2 separate regions of the Oryctolagus cuniculus genome follow, and region 2 is linked to region 1. Evidence: chromatin contacts called from public Micro-C data. All regions are on one chromosome and are shown on one strand. The core of a region is the stretch at or near the end of the contact, and the rest is flanking DNA. Distances in the headings are between cores, read along the strand shown. Region 1 overlaps TMED10 (transmembrane p24 trafficking protein 10). Region 2 has its middle 12 kb from the start of FOS.

The links. Hi-C and Micro-C count contacts between places; a contact is called where the count stands out from the background.
Region 2: a Micro-C map of ear pinna shows a contact between it and region 1, with 5 times the contacts expected there. The contact joins two enhancer-like sites. A contact is called at or near these places in 6 of 6 Hi-C or Micro-C datasets (ear pinna, embryonic fibroblasts, liver and 3 more).

The regions. Positions count from the first base shown.
Region 1 is chr20:21,200,135-21,206,379 of mOryCun1.1, reverse strand. TMED10 (transmembrane p24 trafficking protein 10) reads left to right here. Exons shown (of 6, transcript NM_001082408.1): 3 at 2,525-2,636; 4 at 4,567-4,640. Among named protein-coding and RNA genes, the nearest start is that of NEK9, 23 kb to the right of the region's middle. Within about 2 kb of position 3,974, at least 5 of the 8 cell types and tissues checked have an H3K27ac peak or open chromatin away from gene starts, as enhancers often do. A contact at or near this core is called in ear pinna, where this site is marked.
Region 2 is chr20:21,326,025-21,332,269 of mOryCun1.1, reverse strand. No RefSeq gene overlaps it. Among named protein-coding and RNA genes, the nearest start is that of FOS, 12 kb to the right of the region's middle. Within about 2 kb of position 3,384, at least 8 of the 8 cell types and tissues checked have an H3K27ac peak or open chromatin away from gene starts, as enhancers often do. A contact at or near this core is called in ear pinna, where this site is marked.

The sequences.
Region 1 (6,245 bases), core at 2,725-5,224:
TTTTGACCCAAAGTGATATATGCCTATGTAAAAATATGGGGGAGGTGCCAGCGCCATGGCGCAGTAGGTTAATCTGCCGCCTGTCGTGCCAGCATCCCATATGGGCGCAGGTTCTAGTCCCGGCTGCTCCTCTTCCAATCCACCTCTCTGCTATGGCCTGGGAAAGCGGTGGAAGGTGGCCCAAGTCCTTTGGCCCCTGCACCTGCGTGGGAGACCAGGAAGAAGCTCCTGGCTCCTGACTTCAGATTGGCGCAGCTCCGGCCGTTGCAGCCATTTGGGGAGTGAACCAACGGAAGGAAGACCTTTCTCTCTGTCTCCCCTTCTCACTGTCTGTAGCTCTCCTTCTCAAATAAATAAGTAAATTTTTTAAAAAATAAGGGGGAAAAATATAAAGAAATCTCAAAATAACTACTGTTATTAAATGCTTTTAAATATATAAGCTAAATATGTGCTGTTCAGTTTTCCTATTTAAAATTTCACCTATAATTCTGTTATTTATTTTTATTTATTTATTTATTTATTTATTTATTTATTTGAAAGAGTTACAGAGAGAGAGGGAGAAAGAGAGCTTCCATCTGCTGGTTTACTCTCCAGATGTCCACAATGGCCAGGGCCGAGCCAGGCCAAAACCCGGAGCCTGGACCTTCTTCCGGGTCTCCCATGTGGGTTGCAGGGGCCCAAGGACTTGGGCCATCTTCTGCTGCTTTTCCCAGGCCATAGCAGAGAGCTGGATTGGAAGTGGAGCAGCCGGGACTCGAACCAGCGCCCATATGGGATGCTGCCGCTGCAGGCAGTGGCTTTACCCCCTGCGCCACAGCGCCGGCCCCATAATTCTGTTATTTATTTACATTCATTTTTATTTGGAAGACGGAAATGGAAAGAGAGATATCTCCCATTCACTGGCTCACTCCAGATGTCCCCCATAGCCAGGGCTGGGCCAGGACAAAGTCACAGTTGGGAACTCAATCCAGGTCTCCCTCATGGGTGGCAGAGACTCAAGTACTTGGGCCATCACCTACTGCCTTTCTGCATTCTCTGGGAGCTGTAATGGGAAGTGTAGTCAAACCCAGGCCCTCCAACATGGGATGCGGGCATCCCACACAGCGCCAGCAGCTCCGGGAGCTCCATTTTAGCAGATAATAGTAGGACATCTTGTTTAATGTAATGAAGCCACTTCTTTTGGATTTCACGTTGCAAAGTAGCTTCCTCTCTTAGGTGATGAAATGTGCCTTTTGCCATGTGCTTTATAAAAGAAGCCTGGGATCTAAACTGTTGTATTAGCAAGTCTTTCCCTTGCTTCATACGTGGCCCTTCACTTAACAGCATATGCTTATCCGCATTCTCTAGGGAGCAGTTAAATATGGAAAATTAAAGATAAGAACCTACAAGAAAGGAGTAATCATTTGTGGAAGGCAGTGCTGCCCTTTCTAGGAGAAACTTCTTGTTTATCCCCCAGGTCCTGCTCCCGCCCTTTGTAGCCAGTGACACAACTAACATGCAGTTTGCAGGACCAGCTTGCCCGGATTTTCCTCTGTGTGCGTGCCTCCTTGTCCTTCTGTTCTCAGATCACGTACCTGAATTCCATTCTCCATCCCCACCCCTGTGTCAGCAGGATTCATTGTAAAAGAAATGTGTTTTGGGGGACCGGCACTGTGGCGTAGTGGGTGAAGCTGCGGCCTGCAATTGCTGGCATCCCATATGGGCACCGGTTCGAGCCTCAGCTGCTCCACTTCTGATCCAGCTCTCTGCTGTGGCCTGGGAAAGCAGTAGAAGATGGCCCAAGTCCTTGGGCCCCTGCACCCACGTGGGAGACTCGGAGGAAGCTCCTGGCTTCGGATCTGTGTAGCTCCGGCAGTTGCGGTCAACTGGGGAGTGAACAAGCAGAGGGAAGACCTCTCCCCGCACCCCTTTCTCTCTGCCTCTGCCTCTCTGTAACTCTGCCTTTCAAATACATAAATAAACCTTTTTTTTTTTAAAGAAATGTGTTTTTAGAGTTTTCCTTCTTGTAGATTCTTCTGGTAATTGTCCACCTTCACTTTTGTGATATGTATAGGTTATGTCTATATAAAGTAACTTTTTGCCAATAAACCCTATTTATGTAATTTGGAACACTGGCTGGGTCCACGTTTTGGTGTGGTAGGACATCCCCTGGTGAGAACAGATGTTAGCCTGTGGTATGGTTGGGTTTAAAGATTTACTTGAAAGGCAGAGTGACACACAGAGAAAGATCATCCATGCACTCATTCACTCCCCAAATGCCTGCAACAACCAGGGCTGGGCTAGGCTGAAGCCACCAACCAGAAATTCCATTTGGTCTCCCACATGGGTGGCAGGAATCCAAGTACTTGGGCCATCATTTGCTGCCTTCCCAGGCGTGTTAGCAGGAAACTGGGTCAGAAGCAGAGGAGCCGGGACTCCAGCCAACACTCAGATATGGGCTGCAGGCATCTCCAGCGCCGGCCCTCCCCAGTTCTCTGAGAGCCCTGCCTGAGAGTTACCTGCTGCCTGTTCTTTTCCATTTTAGATCACAGACTCTGCTGGCCACATCCTGTACTCCAAGGAGGATGCATCCAAGGGGAAATTTGCCTTTACCACGGAAGACTATGACATGTTTGAAGTGTGTTTTGAGAGCAAGGGTAAGTAATCAGCGTGTTTGCCTGGACTAGGCATGGCCTCCAACTCGAATCACCCCCTGCTGTGGCCAACACTTGATTCCTAGTTGCCCTTGCGGTGTTTATTGTCAGGTGGAAACCTGATACCTTGTGTTTCGTTTTTTTTTTTTTTTTTTTAATTTTTTTTTTATTTATTTTTTTATTTTTTGACAGGCAGTGGATAGTGAGAGAGAGAGACAGAGAGAAAGGTCTTCCTTTGCCGTTGGTTCACCCTCCAACGGCTGCCGCGGCCGGTGCGCTGCAGCTGGCGCAGCACACTGATCTGATGGCAGGAGCCAGGTGCTTCTCCTGGTCTGCCATGGGGTGCAGGGCCCAAGTACTAGAGCCATCCTCCACTGCACTCCCGGGCCACAGCAAAGAGCTGGCCTGGAAGAGGGGCAACCAGGACAGAATCTGGCGCCCTGACCAGGACTAGAACCCCGTGTGCCAGCGCCGCAAGGCGGAGGATTAGCCTGGTGAGCCGCGGCGCCGGCCACCTTGTAGTTTTAAGAGATTTTCTAGGTGGAGTAAATATTGGTGGATATGTTGTTACTGTACCTGTGTCCTGACGTTTCAGCTGGAGTCTCTGGCAGGAGGGAACCTGACTGTGAACTCTGGGCTTAGTGAGATAGTGACCGGGCGCTGCAGGTTCACTGTTTGTAACAGATGCATCATTCTAGGGAGAGAGGGCAGTGGGGAGACAGAGTGCACGAGTGGGGAGGGACGTGCGGACCTCTGCATCTTCCTTGGAGTTTTCCTCCGACAAATTAAATCTTTTTTAAAAAGAAAAAAATTATTTACCAGGCAAATTCAGAGAGCAGAACTCCTAAAGGGTCTTTTTTCCACAAAGGAGACCCTTTAGGACCATGTCAGCTAGAGGGATAGGCTTACGGTTCTTCTGTGGTTTCAGTCGGGTGTGAATGATGCTAGCAGTGTGACGTGACAAGCAGGGAGATAGTGGAAGACTCTGCTGGGAAGTGATTTATCTTGATCAGTTGGGCCAAGTGGGACATGAGCTACTTGAGTTTCACAACTTTTTAAATGAGGAAGGAGGGACCTGCGCTGTGGTGTAGTAGGTTAATCCTCCACCTGCAGCGCCAGCATCCCAGTGGGCGCTGGTTCAAGTCCCGGCTGCTCCTCTTCCAATCCAGCTCTCTGCTGTGGCCTGGGAAAGCAGGTGCTTGGGTTCTACACTCGCGTGGGAGACCCAGAAGAAGCTCCTGGCTCCTGGCTTTGGATCGTCGCAGCTCTGGCTGTTGCGGCCATTTGGGGAGTGAACCAGCAGAAGGAACACCTTGCTCTCTGTCTAAAGGTTTAGTGGGAATAGCTCCATAAGGTTTTCTTCTCCTGTTGAAATGGACCTTATGCTTTTGTAGTAAAGTGGAATATTCGATAGAAGCTCTGCTCCTTTCAATACTCAGGCTTGCATTAAGGAAATGCAAGCTTGGCATATGCTCCTAATTGAGCCTGACCTCCCTCAGAATCTGACAGAGCAATCTTGTCAGATGTAGAAATGGGCATTTTTGCCTAAGCTGGTCCCCCCAGCCTGTGGTTCTCCGTCTCCGCACCTCGTGGTCTTACGCTGGCCTGGCTTGTGACTTTTCTTTCCACCCCAGATGCCTGTGTGTCCTCTCCTCTCTCCTCTCCGACTGCCCTGGAGCACCGGTGGCAAGTCCCTGTGTTCTGCCAGCAGCACGTTCTCGCGGCTTCCCGGCCCCACACACAGATCCAGGCTTTGTCTGGAATGTTTGTGATCTTAGCCAGAGCCAGGAATTTTCTGCCGCTGAGTAGGGGGAGGGGTTGCGGCTGTTTTCCCTCTATTGAGAGGGTGGGGGTTAGGGAGAAGGAGGGTGGGCGGGTGATTTCCCGGAATTTAAAATATTCCGCACAATGAATCCTTTGATTTCTTTCTCAGGAACAGGGCGGATACCTGACCAACTCGTGATCCTAGACATGAAGCACGGAGTGGAGGCAAAAAATTACGAAGAGGTATGTGCAGCTGGCCCCGGTGCGGGGGCGGGGCGGCAGCGCCGCGGGGTGCCTGTGACCCAGCCCGGCCACGGGCTGCCCAGAACGCAGCGGTTTCTCGGCAGGCACGTGACAGCCAGCCTGAGCAGTCCTGGCTGGTCTGTCGGCCGGAGGATTGAGCCAACTGTCCCGTAGAAATATTAGTGTGATAAAACACTCACGCACACGCGCCAGCTCTCGAGGCAGACGCCGGATCTGTAGCATTAGACTTTGTAAAAGCTGGAGCTCACTTGTGTGGCAACATCCGAGGCCAAGAAAAGGGATTGTTTTGTCATTCCTAAGACATTCTCCAGGAAGGACAGATACGTATAAGAGGGCGGGGCGGGGGGGGGGGGGCAGGTCAGAGCATTTTTATCTTGAACAACTGTGCTGTCTGTAAGAAATAATAGTCAAAGGCCGGCGCCGCGGCTCACTAGGCTAATCCTCCGCCTAGCGGCGCCGGCACACCGGGTTCTAGTCCCGGTCGGGGCGCCGGATTCTGTCCTGGTTGCCCCTCTTCCAGGCCAGCCCTCTGCTGTGGCCAGGGAGTGCAGTGGAGGATGGCCCAGGTGCTTGGGCCCTGCACCCCATGGGAGACCAGGAAAAGCACCTGGCTCCTGGCTCCTGCCATCGGATCAGCACGGTGCGCCGGCCGCAGCGCGCCGGCCGCGGCGGCCATTGGAGGGTGAACCAACGGCAAAGGAAGACCTTTCTCTCTGTCTCTCTCTCTCACTGTCCACTCTGCCTGTCAAAAAAAAAAAAAAAAAAAAAAAGAAATAATAGTCAAAAACAGCTTTCAGTTAAATTTCAGAGGGCAAGGAGGAGGAAGAAGCTTCAGGAGACCAGGGGTAGTGAGAGTGAGTGACGCCACAGCACGCGCCTGGCGCCCACAGCAGGGGGGTCTGTAGAGTAAGGAGAGCTGGCATTTCGGTCCTGGCGGCTGGAGGGGGGTGTGGTTCAAATGAGGAGCCGCCTTTGTCATAGCTGTTGGAGGGACCCTGGGGGCAGCACAGAATGTTGGTTCTTCAAATGAAGAGCACGTTTGAAAAACCACAGCACTGTTTAAGCCCAGAGAATTGATCTTTACACAAGATAAGAATATTTTTTACCCAGCAGAACGGTACCTGAGGGCAGGGAGAAGTGGGTGCAGGAAATGTATGACTTTTGAAGAATATCAGTGAAATAAATGAAAGTTGCATCGGTGATCTGGGAGAATTTTCCAGGAATAGTGAAACAGGAGCAGTCGCTCTGGTCAGGGCTTCGGAAGGGAAGGATCTTGAAATGGAAGAAGGCTGGAAGTGACCGGTTCATTCCCAACGGGAAAGAGTCCAACAATGGCAGTTCTTTGGGTCTTTTCTTTTTCTCCCTTGTTCAAGTGTTCAATTGAGTGAAACTGGATAGAGTTATTTGGAAGCAGTAAGTATGAGCAAGTGAGACAGTAATGATCAAAAGAGAGTTCCGGGTAGGAACTGTGTGAATTGCTTGTTTCTGTCTTTAGGGTCGTTTAATTACAAGAAATAAAGCAAGAGAGCCTCTTTATTTGATCAACTGAAGAGTAAATTGAAAATTTTTTAACATTTTCATTTG
Region 2 (6,245 bases), core at 2,135-4,634, 130 kb before region 1:
AGCCCCCACCATCCCCTAGAGTCTCCCCTCCCGAGAAGGAGGGCAGGAGGGGCCTGCAGCTGCTGGCACCCAGCCCCGCTGGGTCCACACCCTCAGCACAGCCCTGGAGCAGAAAATGTTCCTGGAACTGCCGTGCAAGTCAGACCACTCCCAGCTTCTTCAGATGCTGTGGCCGCCGCTCCCGGCCTGGACCACTGCGCCCCCTGTAAGTACACCTGTCCATAGTACAGGTGGGCTCATGCACCTGATCCTTCATGAAACCTCCAAGGGTTTAGCAACTCTGTTCTGTGTGTGTGGCTCTCTCCTCCCTGAGTGCAGCCACAGCCTCTGCTCATTGAGCTCCCTACACGCGCCTGGCATTTCACACACTGGCCACACTCACAGCAGCCTTTCTTTTCTAAGATTTATCTATTTGACAGAGAGAGACAAACACATCTTCTGTCGTTGGTTCACTCCCAAATGCCCATGACAGTAGGAGCTGGGCCAGGCCAAAGCCAGGAGCTAGGAACTCCATCCGGATCTCCCACATGGGTGGCAGGGACCCAAGTCCTTGGACCGTCATCCGCTGTCTTCCGGGGCGCATCAGCAGGGAGCTGGATGGGGAGTGGAGCAGGCGGCACTCAGATGCGCAGTGCGGGCAGCCAGAGCGGCAGTCTAGCCTCTGGGCCTTAGTGACTGCCCACACCACAGTCCTCTTCCTGCATGAGGCCCCGGGGTCCCAAGACTGCTGACACAGACAGGAGGCCCCTCAGTCTCTCCTGACCCCGAAGCATACGCATTGCTCCAAAAACATTGGTGCAGAAGGGAATCAAGACATTAAGCTGAAAAAACCCCATCGTGCTTGCTCTGCGCTGGGTGCTGCCCCTGCTCTGTGCAGGCAGCAGCTCCCCCACCCTCTAACCTGGGCTGCTTCCAGACAGACACTCATTTCTACGAATGAGAAAACAGAGGCACGGAGACGGGCGGGAGCCGGAAGGCGGCCACACAGCGAGTGACTGGGTCTGGACACGGAGCACCTCTAGAGCCTGTAGGGCATCTCTGACCCCAGAGCAGAGGCGCCCCCTCCAAAGTCTCTGGCCTCAACCCTTCCTGGTCCCCCTCCTCCCCCTCCTCCTCCCCCTCCTCCTCCCCCCTCCTCCCCCTCCCCCTCCCCCTCCTCATACCTCCACTTCCTCATCTCCCAGTGCAGGGCAGTGTTGGCGCTCCCTGGTGAAATCGCTTTGTGAAACTACTTATTGTGCAAGGGACACTCGATTAGATCACTACCTGGCTCCTCCATCCCCCCCTCCCAAGAACTAAGCGTTCTAGAAAGTTGACTTCAGCCAAGGTGTAGGGTTGTCTCTGCATCCATCAGTTAATGAGTTAATCAGTTATTGAGTGTCTATTTTTGTGCCCAGCCCTGTGTCGGGCATTATGGGGGTCTACGCACACCACACAGGCATGCCCCCACCCTCAAAGCAACAGCAGCAGTGCAGACAGCAGGCAAGTGCACGCTGCGTGTGACCAGCCGCGTTTCAAAACACGAACAGGATGGGGGCATCAGAAACGCTCTCAAAGCAGCAATTGAGCCACTACCTGTGGCACTGCCAGCACTCGGTATGGGTGCCACTTACAGCCCAGCTCCCTGCTAATGCACCTGGGAAAGCAGCAGAGGATGGCCCAAGTGCTGGGACCCTGCACCCACGTGGGAGACGCGGATGGAGTTCCAAGTTCCTGGCTTCAGCCTGGCCTAGCCCTGTTTATGAATGGCCATTTGGGGAGTGAACCAGTGGATGGAAACTCGCTCTCACTCTCTCTCTCGCCCTCCCTCCTTCTCTGCAACTCTGCCTTTCAAATAAATCCTTTAAAAAAAAGAAAAAGAAAAAGAAAAGCTGCCAGGAAGGAGGTGGAACATGAAATAGGGTGTGAACGAAGGGGCAGGGTTTGGGGGTGGGTAGCAGTCCCAGCAAGAAAAACGACAGCAATGTTTTCTGCATCAGCCTCTACCAGCTCCTCGGGAACACACTGGAGAGGAACAGGGCTGGGATGGTTCGTGTGTTTTGTTTTGGGGGTGTCTGTTTTGTTTTTCTGCTGCTGCTGCTTTCTCTGCTTGCAAATCCCCCAACTTCCATTAGCGTGAAAAAGGACCAAGTCTTCCGGAGCGGGAGAAGGGCGCAGTGCCTCGCACGCCCGCCAGGTGGCAGAGCTGCGGCGCGGGAGCTCAGGCCCCAGCTCCCGCCGGCCCCGGGGCGGGCGCGCGTCCACTGCTTGGGGCCACCTGCGCAGCCAACCTGGAAGTCAGGGGAGAAGCGAGTGTCAGAGGAAGGGAGGGAGAAGAGAGCAGCATGAAACAGACCGGTCCTCTCAGCCGGGGACCCCTGCGAACCAGGAAAAGCCGGTGCAGCGGCAGGAAAGGCTCCGAGCGAGCTGGAGCCACTCGCGGTCCCCGCCGGGAAGCGCTCCGTGCCAAGTGACCAACGACCGGCTCTGGCTCCCCGGGCGGAGCCGGTCCCTCCGGCCTGCGCTGGGAGGGACGCTAGCGGCCTCGGCGAGCACACACCCTTTGGCCACGCACCCGGGCCCTGGCGGGGGCTGTGCGCGCCAGGTGCATCGTTTCCTAGGGAGCTCAGGTGTCCAGAGGGCCAGCCGGGCCGTATGGCCCGCAGGAGGCGCAGGGACACTGCTCGAAGCCCGGGACCCTGACTCTAACGGTGCTAACTTAAATGCGTGAACCGGCTGCTCCCAGCAGGTCGCTCAGAGAGGTTACGTGGGTAGCGGTCTCCGATGCGCCTGCCAACACTGGAATTCTAGAAAAGGCGCGCCCGGTCGGCCGGAGGGCGGGCCCCCGGCTCCGGGGAGACTGCCGCACCCTCGCCAGCCGCCTCCCAGCGCCCGCCGCGCGATTCTCCACCAGCGCGCTGTGCCCTCCGCCCCTAACAGGGGCTGCGGGGGTCCGGGCTGCGTAGGCGACACGCGCAGGTCACCTGCCAGGAGTGCATCCGGCCACCGGCCAGCGAAGGGCAGGCGCCTAACCAGAGACCCCGCATCCTGGGCCTGCAGGGTCCTCCCGGCACGGCCCCGCACCCTGGGGAGGGGTCGTCCGCAGGGGACGCCGCAGCCCGGGACGCGGCCCGCAACCGCAAGGTCATTCACCCCGCGGGGAGCCGGCCGGACCCCAGAAGCCCCGATTTCCAAGGTCTCGAATGCAGAGCTCGGCGACACGGCCGAGCGCCAGCTCCCCGCACCTTTCCCGGGGTCCCCTGAGCCCCCCGCCCCGCCCCGGCCCGTCTCCGCGCGGGTCCCGGGGAAGGGGGCGCGGCGCCGCGCGGCGGGACTCCCGCTCCCGGCCTCCTCCCGCCCCGCGCCTCCGCCGCCGCGCCGAATATGGGCAGAGCGGAAGCGGCCGCCGACGTCACGGCGCCGGTGGGGGCAGCGCCGCGGGGCCGCTGACGGGCGGCGCTGACGGCGCCTACGTGTCGCCCTGGAAACCAAACAGTAAACAGAGGGCCCGCGAGCTCCCGGCAGCGCCTGCGCGCGCGACCTGGCCTGGCGCGGAGGGCCGGAAGCTGGGAAGGGCCGGGAGAGGCCTCGGTCGGACCGACGCGGACTGGGGTGCGGCGAGGGTGCGGAGGGGGCGCTGGCGGCGCACCCCGGAACGCGCCAGCCCGCGAGGGTGTTGGTGTCGCGTGGTGCGCGTGGCTGGTACCCCAGCCCTGCCACTCGGCGGGGTGAGCACCACGGGTCTCCCGTGTGCGTGCGCCCCCCGGAGCAGACGCACAAAAGCGGGCGCTGTCTTAGTAGCTGTGAGGGTTTTGAATGAAAGCCCGCGGGCCTCGAGCGTGCGCGGCGGTGGAAGCGCCTGCGGAAGCGTGCAGCCGCGCTGTTCTCGTGTTCTTGGTTAAGGGACGATGTAAAAGGAATTTTCCACTTCGAGGATAATGGGCAAATGTTCTAAAACTTCTGTGTGTTCACTCAGGCGTGCTTTTACAGAAAAAAAAAAACTCACGAAATAGTACATTGTGCTTCTTCGGTTTTAAAGTTTTAAAGCACAAAAATCTTCCCAGACAACTGGAGACACTCAAAATCAGTTCGTCTTCACAGCCGCTGTGTTATTTCTGTTTTTTTTTTAATCTGTTTTAAAAGAATGCGCTATGCATCCAGAATAATCCCAGTTTATTCTGAACCATTAAGCTTCCCGGTAAGGTGGAGGCTTGCAGCAGCGTCTGGATGTCAGGCGCCGGCTGTCACAGTCGCTGGGAGTTCAGGTCCGTGTGGAGTACAGTGTTTATTAAAGGATGTGTAACTTTTAAATGAAGCTGCACATACATGGGATTCGAACTCGGCAGGAATCCCGAGACTGCTGAAAGCTGAAAACAGCCACTTTTTCTGGAGGGAGTATTTTGTCAGACAACATGTAGAGCCCGTGGTGGTGATCGTAAAAAAGCAAACCAACTTGATTGATGTCGTGTGCCTTTTAAATTCTCAGCGGGTAGTGCTGTCTGCCTCCTAGGACTGTTCTGTGGGCTCAGTGAGAGCATCCTCCAAGCGTGTGATACAGGAGCCAAGCACGCGCCTGTGAGGTGCACGGCACACAGGGTCTGCAGCAAGCACGCGGGACACTTTAGCTGTTACCCACCTTAGACCCTGGGCCTGCAGGTGCCCACCCAGCCACCTGCCTCCCGACCAGCTGCAGGATCTGAGATCACAGAACTTCTCCTGTGCAACCTCAGATGTCCCCTTCTCCCCCAGAGATTCCGCAGACGTCACTAACCCGGCTCCTCCGACATGCAATGGATCTGTTGTTACCCTGGAAGCCTGCTCTTCCTATAGTCATGAGGTGGCTGGGGGAGCCTCTGGCCTTCCTGGTACACCTGGGAGTGCACTGGATTCCTCGCTCTGCCTCCCCTCCCACATCCACTCAATCACGGAGGCCGACAGTCCTACCCCCTAATTACCGCTTGTTCTCCCTGCATTCCCAGCACCACTGCCTTGGGTCAGCCTACACACAACCCAGCTAAGTAAACACTGGGCCCCTCAGGATCTGCCCACAGTTTGCCTCTTCTTGACCCACCTCAGCCCCTCCCCTTGATGCCACAACATTGATGTAACTGAAATCCAAGGTACTTACGGATGTTTTGTCCTGTGCCCTCTCCACTCTCTCCTCCTGCTCTGAACCCCACCCCCACATAGAGCTGCTGCAGGCTCTGTGCCTTGGGGTGCTGTGGGCTCTGCCTGCACTCTCTCCTCCCTGTGGTTTGCAAAGTCCCTGTACTTTCATAGCTGAGCTCAGTGGCCATCTCCCCAAAGACTCCCTCTTCCATTCAACTCTTTAAAAAAAAAAAAAAAGATGTATTTTATTTATTTGAAAGAGTTACAGAGAGAAGTAGAGTCAGAGAGGTCTTCCATCCGCTGGTTCACTCCCCAACTGACCGCAGGGGCCTGAGCCAGGAGCCAGGAGCCAGGAGCTTCCTCCGGGTCTCCCACGTGGGTGCAGGGGACCAAGGACTTGGGCCATCTTCTACTGCTTTCTCAGGCCACAGCAGAGAGCTGGATCGGAAGAGGAGCAGCCAGGACTTGAACTGGCGCCCATGTGGGATGCGGGCGGGCACTTCAGGCCCGGGCGTTAACTGGCTACACCACAGCGCCAGCCCCTTCCACTCAACTCTTGCACCTGGGGCTGGCTTCCCTTGTTACGGCGTATGTGACATAGGTGTTCCTGTGTCTAAACCATGAGCTCTGTGAGGACAGGACTGTCTGGCTCACATCAGAAACCAACAGCTGACACCTAGTGGACCCCAGACCTTTAATTCAATGAAACGCAGCCCCTGTTTGCGCCCCAGGTCCTCATCTCCCTGCATGATAAACATAACTATTCCTAACCCGTCCATCCTACTTCTGTGTGCCCAGGGCCTGTGATAAGCACTCTGTGCCTGTGAACTTATCTGATGCTCACAACAATTCCAAGAGGTGACTGTAGTTACCATCTCCACCCTACAGATGGGAAAACTAAAGCGCAGAGAGGGTAAGAGTTTGCCCAAGGTCATGAGCTGACTTCAAAGCTGAGTCTACACTGTGGACCACTGTGCTGTACTGAATCCCATTCCTCAAATCCCTATTTTTTTTTTTTTAATGTATTTATGTATTGGAGAGGCAGAGTTAGAGAGAGAGGGAGAGAGAGGTGGAGGGAAAGGTCTTCCATCCGCTGGTTTACTTCCCAAATGGCCGCCATGGCTGCGCCAATCCAAAGCCAGGAGCCAGGAGCTTCT